Regions from separate parts of the Mus musculus genome. Here region 2 is linked to region 1. Evidence: chromatin contacts called from public HiChIP or PLAC-seq data. All regions are on one chromosome and are shown on one strand. Each heading gives the region's core, a stretch centred on a gene start, on an enhancer-like site or on the middle of the called end of the contact. The rest is flanking DNA. Distances are from core to core; before and after follow the strand shown.

Region 1 (6,842 bases), core at 4,000-6,499:
ATGCTTGCTGCGGGGTCCAGCATTGCCATGGGGGGTTCTGTGCCCTAATTCCTCAGGGGAGGAGCATGGAAGTCACAACAACAGTGCATTTCAGAGCAGAAATGGTCTGCGGGCAGGAAGACGCTTTGATGTGGTTCCTGGTCCTGATTGGGGTTGATGGCTGGGACCCTCAGTGCTCTGGAAGGTGACATAAGCTGGGCCTATTGGGGATGTAGGCTTTTGCACCTGAATCTGATGAAGTCTGATGAGGTTTAACACATGTAAACAGTAGCTTTTGTTCTGCAGGACAAAGGCCTTCCCCAACCTGAGCCCAGGCTGGGGCTCTGATGGTGGCCCTGTCCCCTCCAAGCCCCCTGTCACCTCTTGTCTCTCTCCTTGTCAAAGTTTAATTAGGACAACGAGCTTTCACGGGCTCGTTTCTCACTTCAACAACTTTCTAACACTTCCTAATGAGGGGCCAGAGTTGAAGAGCTAGGGGAGGAGAGAGAGTCGTGGGCAAGGGGATGCAGACAGACAGTTGAGGGGCTGGGAGGAAAGGGGTGGGTGTGAGTGCTGGAGATCGGAGGAGGCCAAAGGAAGCTCAAAACCACAGCGGCTCCTTGGGGAACTGTGGACTGGTCTAGAAAGAAAAGAAAAGAAAACAATTCCTAGCAGTCTTTGTTTTCTGGGTGGCCAGACAGTAATTTCCCCCAATGCTCTATGGTTCTGGAAAAGCAAGCAAGGGATGGGTCACAGGGGCTACTTCTGAACACCTTCCACTCCCGTCACTGACTCGCAAGCTTCTGCCATCCACGGCGTCCCACCGACAGAGCCACGGTGACTGGGCCAAGCCCTTAATGCTCTGCCTAACCAGACTCCACAGTTATTGTTACCTGCACTGGGCATGAGTGGGCGAGACTTCCTATGCAGAATCAAGATCATAAACTCAAGGTTTTATTCTGAACTCCAAGGAGACTCTGGCTTGGCTGGGCCCAAAGGATGTAAAAAGCAGAGGGTGGTGAGAATAAGATCCGTGCACCTCTTTGTCTACATCAGTCAGGGCAGGGCAGGGGAGGGTGTTCTGCAGTAACAAGCAGCTATAGCAGAGATGTGGAAAGCCCCAATAGTTTATTTATTCTGCTGTCCATGGTGGGTCAACTAGCTCTCTATGTCCTCTCCTCGTGGTCCACAGTGGGTAGAACCATACCACACTATTGATATCACTCCCCATGCTTTGATAGAGGGAGAGAGTTGGTGACACTCTACTGGCTCTTGAAATGCTCTCATCGAGGTGACACATAAATGGTTTGGGTCCCTTTCATTAGCCAAGAATTTGCATATACTTAGTTAACTTTCAGCAAGGAGAGATAAACAATTCTGTCCTGATTCTTAAAGCTAGAACCAGAACTATTTGGACTGTACTAATACTAGTGACTAGTGCTAATGAGCTGTTTGTAAGCTAATGCTGTGTAACAAATAGCCCCACAGTGCAGAGGCAGAAAACCTTAACCATTTCTTGTCTCACTCAGGACTTCGGCAGAAGCTTAGATCTTGAGAAAGCTCATGCTTTCTCGTGAAGTTGAACACAAGATGTGGCCAGGGCTGTGGGCATTAGAAGGCTTGACTAGGGCTGGGTAGGCTGCTTCCAAGAAGACGTACCCACAGGGCTATTGGCAGGAGGCTTCAAAATTCCTTACTGTGTGGGGGTTTGTCTACTGTGGAGCCTGAAGGTATTCATGATGTAGCAGTTGCTATTTTCCAGAGGGAGGAGGGAGAAAGAGGGTGAGGCAGACACTAGCTTCGGAAATTTACCACTGCAGGGTGTGGCCTGTTAGAACCAGGATCTCTTCCTGGTAGACTGAACCCTGCCCTTTGTGTAGAAGGTGAAGAAAATTTTAGCTGAACTCCTCAGAAGCTAAATACATACCAACTTGTCAGTTCTGTGCTACAGCAAGCTGACAAGCCACTATCCTGTAACCTCAGATTGTGGATGACACTTGAGGGCTCAAGAGCTTCTGACCACCCTGGCACAACTGGGATGGAGGTGTTAACCAATGTGGCCGGCAACGGAGGGGGCATCACAGAAGCCCTGAGAGACAGCTCCATAGGAAGATGGCCCAAATGAAGCGATGGAGTCTCAGGGAGAAGAGCCCACCCAGCTGCTGTGGAAGAGTCTCTGCTGGAGGTGGTGGGGTGGTGTTTATTAAATTTAAAAACTGGCACTGCATTGGTTCTCAACTTTCCTCAGGGTGCAACCCTTTAGTTCAGTTCTTCAAGTTGTGGTGACTCCCCCCAGACACAAAATTATTTTTGTTACTACTTCGTAACTGTCCTTTCACCACTGTTATGAATCGTGATGTAAATATCTGATTTGCCGGATATCTGATATGTGTCTGAGAACCACTCCTTTGGTCCGTTAGAAAAGTTGTCAGTGCTGAGGTATCTAATTAACGGAGTTTGAGTTCTACTCCCATCCCCAAAGGAAAGAAAATTGGAAAGGAAGGGAGGGGAAAGAAACAAGAAGAAGAAAACACAAGTTGTCCAGGGAGAGTGTGGTCTGTTTTCAATTTCAATGCCAGTATTTGTAGAACGAGGGATGGGGGAGATGTCTGGGCAGCTGAGTCTGAAGGCATCTCCCAGGATGTGAGCATCTGCATATAAGGAGAAGAGGGCAGCACTGCCCCAAACAGGCAGGGTACACAGAAGGTGTGATCTCTTGTTGGGAGAAGTTTGAGGATGCTGGGCAAAGAGTGGTGGATTCCCTCAAATGGCCTTGTTACTTTTCAATCAAGAATGAGAAATCAATAACAATAATAATAATGACAATGAGGATGACGACAACGATGATGACGATGGAGATAAAATTTTAAAAAGAGCATGTGGACCTTTGGCCAAAGTAGATGGGTTTCTGTGACTTAGTGGATCCAATCAGGTGCTGCCGGCAGCATTACCTTATGGGGCTGAGACAGGCAGAGGAGTCTGGAGGCAGCTTGGCTCCTAGGAAGCCTCCTTTGTCCCTTCTCTGTGCATACATGGGTGAAAGCCTTACAGGAGTGGATGGCTCAGCCACACCCCTCACTCTGAGTGGGCAGTGGGTTACCCCATAAGCACCTGTCCAGCGCCTGTTCACAGCGGACCAGCTCCTTCCTTAGGAGCTAGTTCGCTCCACCCCATCCTCCGTTGCTCTAACACGTTACCACTTAACCCCTCCCCTTCCGTAGCATATTCTATCTTATCGCGGGGCCAAAAACAACAGAGTCAAACAAAAGCCTACCTCTGAAACCAAAAACCAAAAATACGGAGCCCTTCTTTTCAAGGTGTTTATTCAGTGTTTTGTGACATCTACGGAAAGCTGATTCACTTCATGAGGAGCTATTAGAATGTGAATGAAATGCAGACTAGATAGACTGACTGTAGTGTCCACACAAAGGAAAGCGCACACAGTGAAGGGCGCGAGTCTAACCTCGGACAAGTGAGGACTGCAGATGCTAGTCTCATGGAGAGAGACGCCATCCAGAGAAGAATGTATAAGTTATGACCCCCATTTAAGTCAGGTTTAAGTCAGGACTCTAGTGTCCTTGTGGGGGTGCTCACAGGAAGGGGCTGAGAGCCTTTAGGAGATGAAACCCGTCTCACCCTTGATCTTGGTGTTGGTCACAGGACAAGGCAAACAGCAGACTGTGTGAGGATACCAGAGATGTAGCTCCGTGGTAGAGTGCTCGCCTAGCATGCCCAGGACCCTACGTTCAAGCCCCAGCCCTGGCAAAGAGAACCCAGGAAAACGCTTGAGAGATGTGTTCACTTTATATCATACCATGACTACCGAGGAAAATGAAACCAACCCCAGTGGCTTCGCTCATAGGCCCTGCATCTTTCTGGAGCGTTCAAAGACATTTCCCATTAGCAATGAAGAATTGACCATCTCTCCTCCCAAACAAACGAAAATAGTACACATGTCACATTCGTCCTGGATTTTGAGTCTTTCCAGGAAGAAGTAGTTTTGGGGGAGGTGGCATTCCGTTCTAGAACCTTCTCTCTCGGAGGAGGGATCCCTGCCCCTTCCCCCGCACTGAGGTCTGAACAGCAGCAGTTTCAGCTCTCAAATATCCCGGCATGGAGTTCTCATTACAGTCTGGCTTCAGGAAGTGAATAGCTAAGCTCCTGACCTAGGTGAAAGGTGGTGAGAACAGCTTCTAACCAGTTTTTATTTTATTATTCATTTATTCATTTATTCATTTATTTATTTATTTATTTATTTATTTATATTTTAAGTTTTGGAAAGATCTCCCTCAGTCACCTCTCAGTTATTAGGTATGTTCAAAAACTGCCTAATTATATATTTGAACAAGAAGCCCAAGAAAAGAAACTTAAAAAAAAATGTTGTTTCAGTCTTCTGGATAAATAAAAATAAACGTGTGGGTCTGAGCTTTAAATAAGGATAGTTTATATTTTTAAATGTCTAATTATATATCAGTTTGAGCAATTTCTGCACATCGTGGTAAAAATAATAATAATCAGCGTACATGATCCCCTGAAAGACATAAATATACGGATACATACAAAACATGCCTTTCTTCTAGTTTTGCCTCGAGTCCTAGTCAATAGAACCGCTGTTTCTTCACGAGCGTTTGTAGCTGGTGCGAATGTTCTAGGTAAAAAGCTTTGTGAGAGAGGTCATTGAATGGCAGTAAACTTCAAGAGCCAGAAATGTTTTCTTTTTCTGATGCTTTTGATAATAATCTTTTACCCTCGCCCTCCCCACCTCCACTTCTACCCCAGACAGCATTTCTTCCATCAGGATGGGTAAAAAGTGGATCCCTTCCTGGTTTCTCATTGTTCCTATAACATCTATGCCACGCCCACAAGCCCAGAGAACGCCCCCATGAGAAGCGCTGCTGCCAGGCGTCCCTTCCCTCTGCTGCCAGGCTCTGTGATATCGGATATGACATGAAAACTAAGAGAGCGGGGGGGGGGGGGGGGGGGGCAGAAACACTGGGAAACTAAATCTGTATATTTTATTTCAAAGGGAAAACTCTTCATTAATGTCCCTCTCTGGCCTCATGAGACATGCTGTACACGGGTATACTTTTTTTTAATCAAGGAAATTAAACTTGCTTTAGGGTGGGATGAAGCGGCTGAAATGCCTCTTGCCAGAGAGATCAGCTTAAATGAATGAAAACGCACTTGCCGAGTGAAATCTGACACCACACAGGAAATGATGAATGGGCAGCCCCTCCCCTCCCCCCCACATCATTTTAGGGAGTGCTCTGCAGGCAGCACCCTTCGCCCTAGTTCAGAAGCAAGCAATGCACTTTCAAATGGTGAGCCAGGCGTGGGTGCTGGGACACGGGAGTGAAGGATACAAGCCTCAAAAGCGGCTTGGATTTCGGTCCCTCTTAAGGTGTATTGTGTATTTATACTCACTAAAATCTTTTAAAACTCTTAATAGTAGTCATAGTTCAGTAGGAGTGCTCTTCCTACGTTTCTGGCTAACATATTTATGGCTTTGTTCTCCCAAATAACCATGGAAGATTGTGTGAGAACCAACTGGTTGGCTATTCATTACTTGATTGATTTGTGTTGGGAGGCCAGGCTTTGCTTATGCTTGGCAAGATGTAGCTACCCCTGAGCTGTATCCCAGCCCTTGATTTATTTTCAGTCTCCACATGTGATGAATAATATTAAAATTAGCACAAGGACGCATTCTAGTTTGTCTGTTTGTCAGCTGGCATAGGGAAAAGCCTATGTGCTTATAAACAGGTTTAGATGCATGTTCAAAACTGGGCATTTTATTGGCTATATCAAATCTCTCATTATATAGGCAAATGGCTGTCATTATGATATCTCTTTTTAAGTTGTCTGTTCAGGAATCTTCAGAACTTGCTGGAAAAATAATTATTCAGGCCTTGCTCTGTGGCTGTCTCAACACCTGCTTGTGTCTGGCTCCATCCAGGGCACTGTTGGACACTTGAAGGTCTGAGAGAGTGGTGAGAGAGAGGGCCTAAGTTGATGATGTGGACAGAATACTACCCACTTCCATTCAGATACCATGCAGCCTGAAGGTCCTTTCCAGCAATGGCCTAAGGTTATATTAAGACTAACATAAGCAAAACTGGGGTATTATCTTCAAAAAGTTATATTGTGATTGAAGCCAAATCTATCTTGGAATGCTGCCTGCTTGTCCTGCTGGCCTTTCATAAAGGCAGGCCACGGTCATGGTTGGTTACACATCGCCCTGAGCTTTCCACCCAGCTTTGACTCTTATCTCTAAGGTTCACTGCTGAACCCTTGGCTTGTTCCCTTTCGGTGAGTCCTCAGAAGAATGGAGACAAAGCTTTCTTCCGGAACGTGAATGTTCCGAAACACAGACAGGACGCTGGGCTTCTCTGCTTCCAAGAGAAGTGTCCTCAAGCCTGAGCTGATCCCGAACGCACGGAGTAGCTGCCTCTCACACAGCTGACATACAGTCTTATCAGATAACTGCTCTAGAGAGTGGGAGACTGCTGGGATGGGAGGGAAGACTCCAGACCTGCTGTCTCTGAGCCCTTGATCCTCCCTTCTGTGCCCTAAGTGCTGTACCACAGTGCATTGTATCAGCATGGTCCTTCTCCATGGCTGTACAGCAGCTTCTCCTTTGTCCACTCCCTGCTTCAGGGACCAGGGGCTGATGAAAGTGGGCCAAACACAGCCAGGAGGCAGCAGCATCAGGTGGCCCGTCCTTCCAAAGACAGGACAGCCTTGGGTTCTCAGAGCCCCCTCTCCACTGTGACTGCCCTGGATAACGTGTTCCAGGTGTTCGACCTCAGAACAAAGAGGCTTTTCTCTGTTGCCTGAGAATGGAGCGTCCTTGCTGGTTGCATAAG
Region 2 (7,365 bases), core at 4,651-7,150, 140 kb after region 1:
TGCCTGGGCTGAAAGGGACCCACAGGCATCCTTGTGCCAAGCCAAGGATGATGAGGTAGGCTGCCAGTGGATCAGGTCTCCTGAAGAAAACACTGAAGCAGGTGACTCATTCCCAGGGAATCCTTTGGGTTATAAATAGGCCTGGCTAGCAGTCCCAGAGGAAGAAATAAAAGACTATTGTAGTAGCAGCTTCCTGATAGGTGGTAATGTCACCATAAAATCCCTCTGAGGGAATTCCTGTCGCAGGCCTCTTGTTGCCAGAGCCAGCCCTGGGAAGAGGAAACATGGCAGGGACATAGAGGTTGCTGGAACTGTACCTTTGTGATGGCAGTGAATTCATCATCTCGCCAGCCCATCTGATAAGGGCTCTCCTTCCCTATCTAGAGATGTACTAAGAGATCAGGAGAGGCTCCTGGCCTGACTCCCAGCTCTCAGTAGCAGAGTTAGTGCGAGGACCCACATCTGTCTGATGGCAAGGCTTCTGTTCCCTTAGCCAGTCATCATCCTACAAAGGACCCTCCAGAATGACCCATTGAGAGACAATGAGGCCTTCTTAACATCATCCAGGCAGACAGACTCCACTGAATTCTGGTTCAAGGCTGGCTATAGGTTATGGTGCCCAGAGAGGAGAGTAGCTAGGGATCTGTGAAAGTGGGGGTGCATCTACAGCCCTTTCCAGCCTTGCTTCTTTTTCAAAAGTGAGGTGCAGAGCCAGGAAAAGTTTCCCACAGGAGCTGAGCAAAAGGCCTTTCTCAGTTATGGCTCTTGCTTCCTTTTGCCATTGAGAACCAGGTATTTGTCCACGCAAGCATTCTGGAGAGAGTTCCAGAAATGCTCTGGCCCACACAGCCATACCCACCCCCAGCACCTCCCACGTGCAGGCCCATGAAGCAAGGCTAGCTCTGTCCAGGTGGCTACCAGGAGACCAGGAGAGAGGGCTACTTAGTGTCCCAATCAATTCCTGAAGGCCCAAAGCCCAGCAGGCAAAATTGTGTACATTCCAGGGCTGCTTGGGACCTGGGCACCTGGACTTCATGGGTGAGTGACGCCAAAGCTTCAAAAACCATCCTCAAGTCCGCCCATGTAATCAGAGCTATGACAGGGATGGAATCTAGCAGCTTCGCCAGCTTCCTCAAGCTTGGTGAGCCCAGAACCAAAGGAGGCCAGGCTCTGTTTACATTGGCAAAGCTGGAAGGTTCAAGAGATACCTTATATGCACACAGGTGAGTTCTCTTGTTTTATTGGCCTTGCCATATATATATATATATATATACATATATATATATATATATGTGTGTGTGTGTGTGTGTGTATCAAGCCATCTCCTTTTGCAAAACCTTCTGCTACAGGATTAATTTCATGAAGAACAGAGAGGGGCTAGATCCTGCAAGGGTGACCTGCCCAACTGAAAGAGGTTTCTTTCTGAGCAGAGTGCCTGTGGAAGGGCCTCCCTATAGAGTATACGCACATTCTGGACACATTGACTCTTTCCATTCATACATGGGAAGATGTGAGAGTCCCTGAACGGAGCCTTAGATCTGTTTCTACCAATGATCTTCAAGATCTGTGGGTCCTCTGATACCTGCACGTGATGCATATGAGTAAGAACCAGAACCAGCATCTGGACTTTACCTGCCCTCGTTGAACCTCAGAGAACTGGGCTGTGATATCTGTGGATGTGCTGGCCCATGACTGATGATGCTCCAGATCATAGAAGCCCAGGATCATGAGGTGCAAAGGGAGACAGAATCCCCACCATACATCCATCTCAGCCTTTGCCCAAGGGTGAGATGTTGGTGCCTAACTCATCAGAATGTGAAGTAGCAAAACAGATACCTCGTACTCTATGATGACTGTAGCTTATGGTTCCAGCAGCCTGATATGGTAGGGCCACTGTCACTGTCCTGAAAGGCTTTGAGGAAAAGCATCTGTGCAATCTAAACGTAGGACCAATGGAAATAAAAGCAAGGCACCCAATCTTCAAAGCCTTCATCCAGTCTGGGGCTCTGTTAGTCTCTGGGTCTGCCAATCACAGTAAATCCCAACAAGGGAGCTAAGACATAGGGTCAACTGCTCCCAAATGACATTTGCACCGTTCCCCACCAGCTGATGGCCTAGGAGTCACAGTGCAACAACATGAACCAGTCCCGTAGGTCCATGGCCAGCAAGGCTGTCACCACAGGCTCTTCCTTTAGGTGCATGACCCCACAGGACTTCTGGAACTTACACTTAGGAATTTTCTGGTAGGTGCAGTATCAAGAGCATTGCTCATTTGTCCGGCACGCACAAGGCCCTGGCTTCAATTCCTTGTGCCTCCAAACAAAAATCAAAACAAAGAAAATAGGTATTTATGCCTGGGGATATAGGTCAGTGCTAAGGCACTCCCATAGTGTGTGTGAGGCCCCTAGGTAAATCCCCAGCAACACAAAAGGAAAAACAAAACAGAGCCACAGCTGACCCTTTCTGCTAGAGGGACTTTGGGACTGTAACCTGGGCTAGACACCAAGTCATCCCTTTGTCTTTCCTTCTGTCTTCTTTCCCTAGATTCCACCTATTGTGGCAGTTGACTCTCAAACATGAACCCTGAGCTTACACTCATTTTGCATCCTGACTATTACAAGGAAATTCTTCAGGACATCCAATGTGTCTTACTGTTGCTTCAAAGGACCTCCAAAATAAGCCGCCTTGACCCCAAAGCAGGGGAAGTTGGGATGGTCTGTCGGATTTCTCACCAGTCCACACCGCCTTCCCACCCACTGTCCTCCCCTGGTCTCTGTCTTGATGACTCTACAGATGCATCTGAGAAGGCTTCTGTAGAACGACTCATCGGATGTGTGATGACCTTGGCAAGAAAAGCTGAAGCAAAGCCAGAAGCCTCCTGGCTTGGTCTGAGGTGCCTGCACTAAGCATCGTGTCCTTTCTTCCTCCCACCTCTCAGCTCACAGCTCCCTAGACTTGGCTTCCATCATATCAACTAGTTCCACTGATGTCATCAATGACCTAAGCCACTAAACTTACCTGGTATGTTTGAGTTCTCAGTGGACTCCTCTCAGCCTACACAGCCAAATGCTTCCACCTAGCTCTCTGCCCTGGTCTTCTTCCCTGGCCCAGCCTGCTCTCTCCTTCTGGCTAACCTGGTCTTGGTTCTCTCCTGATATCCCTCAGTGCTTCCCTGCCTCTTCACATGGCCACTCCGGGTGCTCCAATAGTTCCTGTACTGGTGTCCCTACCCTACACCCACCTCAGACCTTTACGTTTCATTTCACCATTTCTCAATTGACTGGTGCCTTTGGTCCACACATCCGATGAGTCGTTCTACAGAAGCCTCTCTGGTAAGCTTAGCCAAAACACAAACTCAAGCTCTTGATATTCTTCACCAAAATCAGTCCACTTCTGGAATTTTCTACTACTGGTCCAGGTCACTAACATGCAACAATTGACCAAGCAAGTCTTTTTAAAAAAATTTTATATATAGCATTGAGCTACATTCTTACAGTAAAGTGTACAGTGCAGGATACTGGCCATAGGGAGACCACAACAGCAGATTTCTAGAACTTTCTCATCCTGCTTAGCTAAAATGTTTTAAAAACTGTTTAAGAGCTTCCAATATCCTCCACCTCTCTACTCTCTGGTTCTATGAGTTCATAATTTTAGATTCTCACATGGTAGAGTCATGAAGGATTTGACTTCGGTAATATTTTCACTTCACATCGTATCTGCCAGGCTCATCCACGGTGTTGCCCATGACAGGGCACCATACTTTTGAGGCTAGATCATAGCATACTGTTGCGTGTGCACACTCTTGACACATTCACTCCCTGACAGACACCCAAGTTGGTTATGTAATATGGCCATTGTTACTCCTACTGTAAGGACAAGGATAAATGATACATCTCTTTGAGATCCATCCTAACTTCTGGTCTTTGTAGTCCTCAGTTGTATAATTCTGAATTATGACTGGCCTGTTTAAAAATTTTTAAAGACTTAAAAAGTGTAAATTTTATGCATCTAAATGGTTTGCCTATGTGGATGTGTGTGTACATGTACATGCCTAGTGCCTACAGAGGCCAGAAGAAGGCATCAGTTCCCTTGGAACTATAATTAGGGATAGTTGCATGTCACCATTTTGGGTACTGGGAGCCAAACTCCAGGCCTCTGCAAGAGCAGTAAGTGTTCTTAGATTTGAATCATCTTTGCACCCCCTGTTTTTAATCTTTTGAGATATTGGAGTGGAGGGGCTCCAATTTCCTCTAATCTTGCTAGCACTTGCCTTCTGCTTGTTTTTTTTTTTTTTTTATTTTATTTTATGGTTTTGTTTGTTTGTTTGTTTGGTTTTGGTTGTAACTAGTCTCTTGTTGGGGCTGAGGCCGTATCTCCCTGTGGCTTACTCGCATCTCCCAGGAAACTGCCATCACTGAGCATGCTTACAGTCTACCCATTTCTCTTTACTCCCCAAGGTGCCCATCGATCCAAGTACTAACTTCGCTTGCTTGGGTTCCTGTGGCCTTGTCCAAACAGGTCCTTCCTCACCCACCTTCATCCCCTGACCCCCATCTACTCCCTGCACAAGCAGAGAAGTATTTTCAAACAGAAATTTCTTTTGCCAAGGTACCCTACTCAGGATAAAATTGAACTCCTGGTGTGGTCTGTGGCATCCTGGCTTCCTGCGCGTCAGTATATTAGGTGAGTTTCTTCCATCAGCCACCCAAACTCTTACATATATCTCCTTCAGAACTCCATCAGAACTCAGCTGAAATGCACTTCAGCCAGTTGCTGACCTTTGCTTGGAGTCTGGTGAAAGTACAACATTCCCCTCCCCCCATTCCCAAGCCCATTTCCACTCCGACTGAATAGGTAACTGACTTAAGGAAATCAAACTGTAAAACAAGAAACACATCTATTTTGATCTCTCTCTTTCTCTCTCCTTCCCTCCTTCCCTCCCTCTCTCCTTCTCTCCCTCTCTCCCTTCCTCCCCTCCCTCTCTCCCTTTCTTCCCTCCCCCTCTCCTTCTCCTGATCTAGAAAGAACCTTAGGGTGAGGGTGAGCAGGAGGGCTCAGCCAGTACTTTCTAAAAGAATGTGGGGCAGGCACCATTGATTCAGTAGTGGCTTCCCAGAAAGCGTTCAGACCATGGCTTTTTGGAATCAGGAAAGCAGAGCTCATCTCTCACTAGCTCTAGGGCTTTGTGACTCAGTCTCCCCAATCCTAAAAGAAGGGTAACAGTGCTGGAGCCTGGCAGGGATACAGGCTCATCCTGTTTTGTAGTTCGCTAGAAGTCTTCACTTTGTGCCCTGAGCCTTTGATGCTTCAGATAGTGCATCTGTGTGTCAAGGACTGGAGTTTGTATCCTTCCTCAGGACTGCAGTCCAAAGCATTGTGACCCAAGGGCCTTAAATAATGGTGTCTCAAGGTTCTTGGGCTCCTGGCTCAGGGCAGGCATAGCAGGGTGAGCCTCTCTCAAGGCCCGAGAAAATGTTCCGCTGCTTCCAGAGACACTTTGATGTCTTCATTGTTACAGATGCTCTCAGATTGCATATTAGTGTCCTACCTCCTTGCTTTTACAAAGATAGTTGGATTAGAAATCTCCCTACTTCAGTGTGTTCTTTTCCTAATTATATTGTCAATGGTCCTATTCCCAAATATGGTCAAGCTCCAGTGCTTGGGGCGTTATGACTTCAGCTTCAGTGCTGAGAGGGTACAATCCCACCCTGACCAGAATTTGTTTATAGGATCTGAGGAGGCCAGGGCAGGCTGACTAGGCATGGGTGGAACCTTCTGTGGTTGGTGGCATATTGCCATTGTGCCAGGCCTACAGTCAAATGACCAATGTCCTAAGGCCCTCAGGCCCTGCCTGGCTAAAGAAAGTCACTTTTGAATGACAGGACATTCAGTCACCCCAGAGTAGGCAGGGAGCCCTCCCACATCTCTGGGGCAATGACTCAGCAGTGAGGAGAGCCTTCTTGAGGGCCCTCAGAGACTTCTTGCCCATAGCCCTTCTGAGAGCCAGCTCATCTTTGATTCCTCCTCCTACTTGCTGGCTCTCAGACTGATCTTGGGGCCCAGCAAGGCTATGGCTCCCACAATACACTTATCTGTGGAGGAGAAAGGCACAGGCCTTCCCCCTCCTCTCTGTTACTAAGAACAGGGAGCCCGCCAGGGCCTTCCCAGAACCAGCAAGATAAATGAAAGCAAGATAGTATTTTCATGGCTCTGATGTTTTTGGGGACATGCTTCAAAATTACAGACTCCACCCCAGGAGGGCTGAGTGCCCTGGAGGGTGACACAGGAGACCTGGAGAACCCAAGGGGGATCTTCAAGGGCAACTCTTCCAGTTATTCCTCAGCAGTAGGAGGCTACAACAGGAGTGCTCGGTATATTTCCCGCTGGTATCTCCATCCCCCTCAGCTCCCCAAAGTAGAGCTGTCTTTATCTGTCTTGTCTTCCAAGCTGCCAGTGTTGTTCAGTGCCAGGGTAACAGTACCACAGATACTCAGCCTTGTCTGAGAGAAGCCAGACTCCACTCAGAGTCTGCCCACATCTACTTCTGTCAGCCTTTGGCATGAGCCTCCCAACTACTCTCTTGGTGACCCCAACCTCTCCATTCACTCGGCCTCCTATCAGAGCCACCATTTATTTATTTATTTATTTGTTTATTTATTTGTTTATTTATTTATTTATTTTTACCCAACATGGTACTTGCTGCTGCTCTCTCTCTTCATCCATCCTTACCCCCCTTCCACCCTTTGAACTACAGGTCAGTTCAAGAGCCTGAATCCATGTGTTTATAGCATTCTTCTCTCGATGCCACCATCATGTCCCAAACATCATATGCATGCCCCATGTTTCTGAACCAGTACATCAAACCACTCCTTGTACCAGGCTGGGCTTCTCCCCGAACAATGCCTTTCTGCATGCTGTTCCCACTTATGGAACTCTCTTCCTCCTGTTCTTCAGCCCATGAACTCCTATTCATCCTGCAAGACCCAATTCAACAGCAGGCCCTGTAGCATTGGCCTAAGCCACCCTACTGCATCTCTCCTCTGAAAGCAAACAGGATAGACATACACTGTTGCACTTGTCAGTATGTTTTGTGCTGTCAGTTAGCCATGCTCTACACAGAGTTCCAAAGCTTCTTGGGACAGTGTGTGCAATGTGAGGTGGAGAATTAGAGATGAGAGGAGGGGGCAGAAGGAAGAGAGCAAAGGCTGCTCAGGTCACATCTGTGGAGCAGGCGAATGAAGACTCGCAAGAGGGAAGGAAAGAGGAGTGCTGACTAGTGTCTATGTTAACTGGAAATAAGCTGGCATAATCAAAGAGGAGGGAACCTTAATAGAGAAAATGCCTCCACACAAAGGATTGGTGGGA

Evidence for each region. HiChIP or PLAC-seq counts read pairs in DNA pulled down with a chosen protein or histone mark.
Region 2: a contact with region 1 is called in an H3K27ac HiChIP or PLAC-seq map of a colorectal cancer cell line, with 3 times the contacts expected there. The contact joins two enhancer-like sites. A contact is called at or near these places in 3 of 484 Hi-C or Micro-C datasets (nephron progenitors, tail fibroblasts and uterus) and 5 of 115 datasets of contacts at active chromatin or transcription factors (the NIH/3T3 cell line, a colorectal cancer cell line, embryonic fibroblasts and 2 more).

Annotation. Positions count from the first base shown.
Region 1 is chr7:66,445,337-66,452,178 of GRCm38.p6, forward strand. No RefSeq gene overlaps it. Among named protein-coding and RNA genes, the nearest start is that of Gm33515, 20 kb to the left of the region's middle. Within about 2 kb of position 5,250, at least 96 of the 459 cell types and tissues checked have an H3K27ac peak or open chromatin away from gene starts, as enhancers often do. A contact at or near this core is called in the NIH/3T3 cell line, a colorectal cancer cell line, embryonic fibroblasts and 2 more, where this site is marked.
Region 2 is chr7:66,580,846-66,588,210 of GRCm38.p6, forward strand. It overlaps Gm33570 (a long non-coding RNA gene), which reads left to right and starts at 1,012. Exons shown (of 3, transcript XR_391553.3): 1 at 1,012-1,223; 2 at 2,545-3,021; 3 at 4,609-4,673. Within about 2 kb of position 5,901, at least 59 of the 459 cell types and tissues checked have an H3K27ac peak or open chromatin away from gene starts, as enhancers often do. A contact at or near this core is called in the NIH/3T3 cell line, a colorectal cancer cell line, embryonic fibroblasts and 2 more, where this site is marked.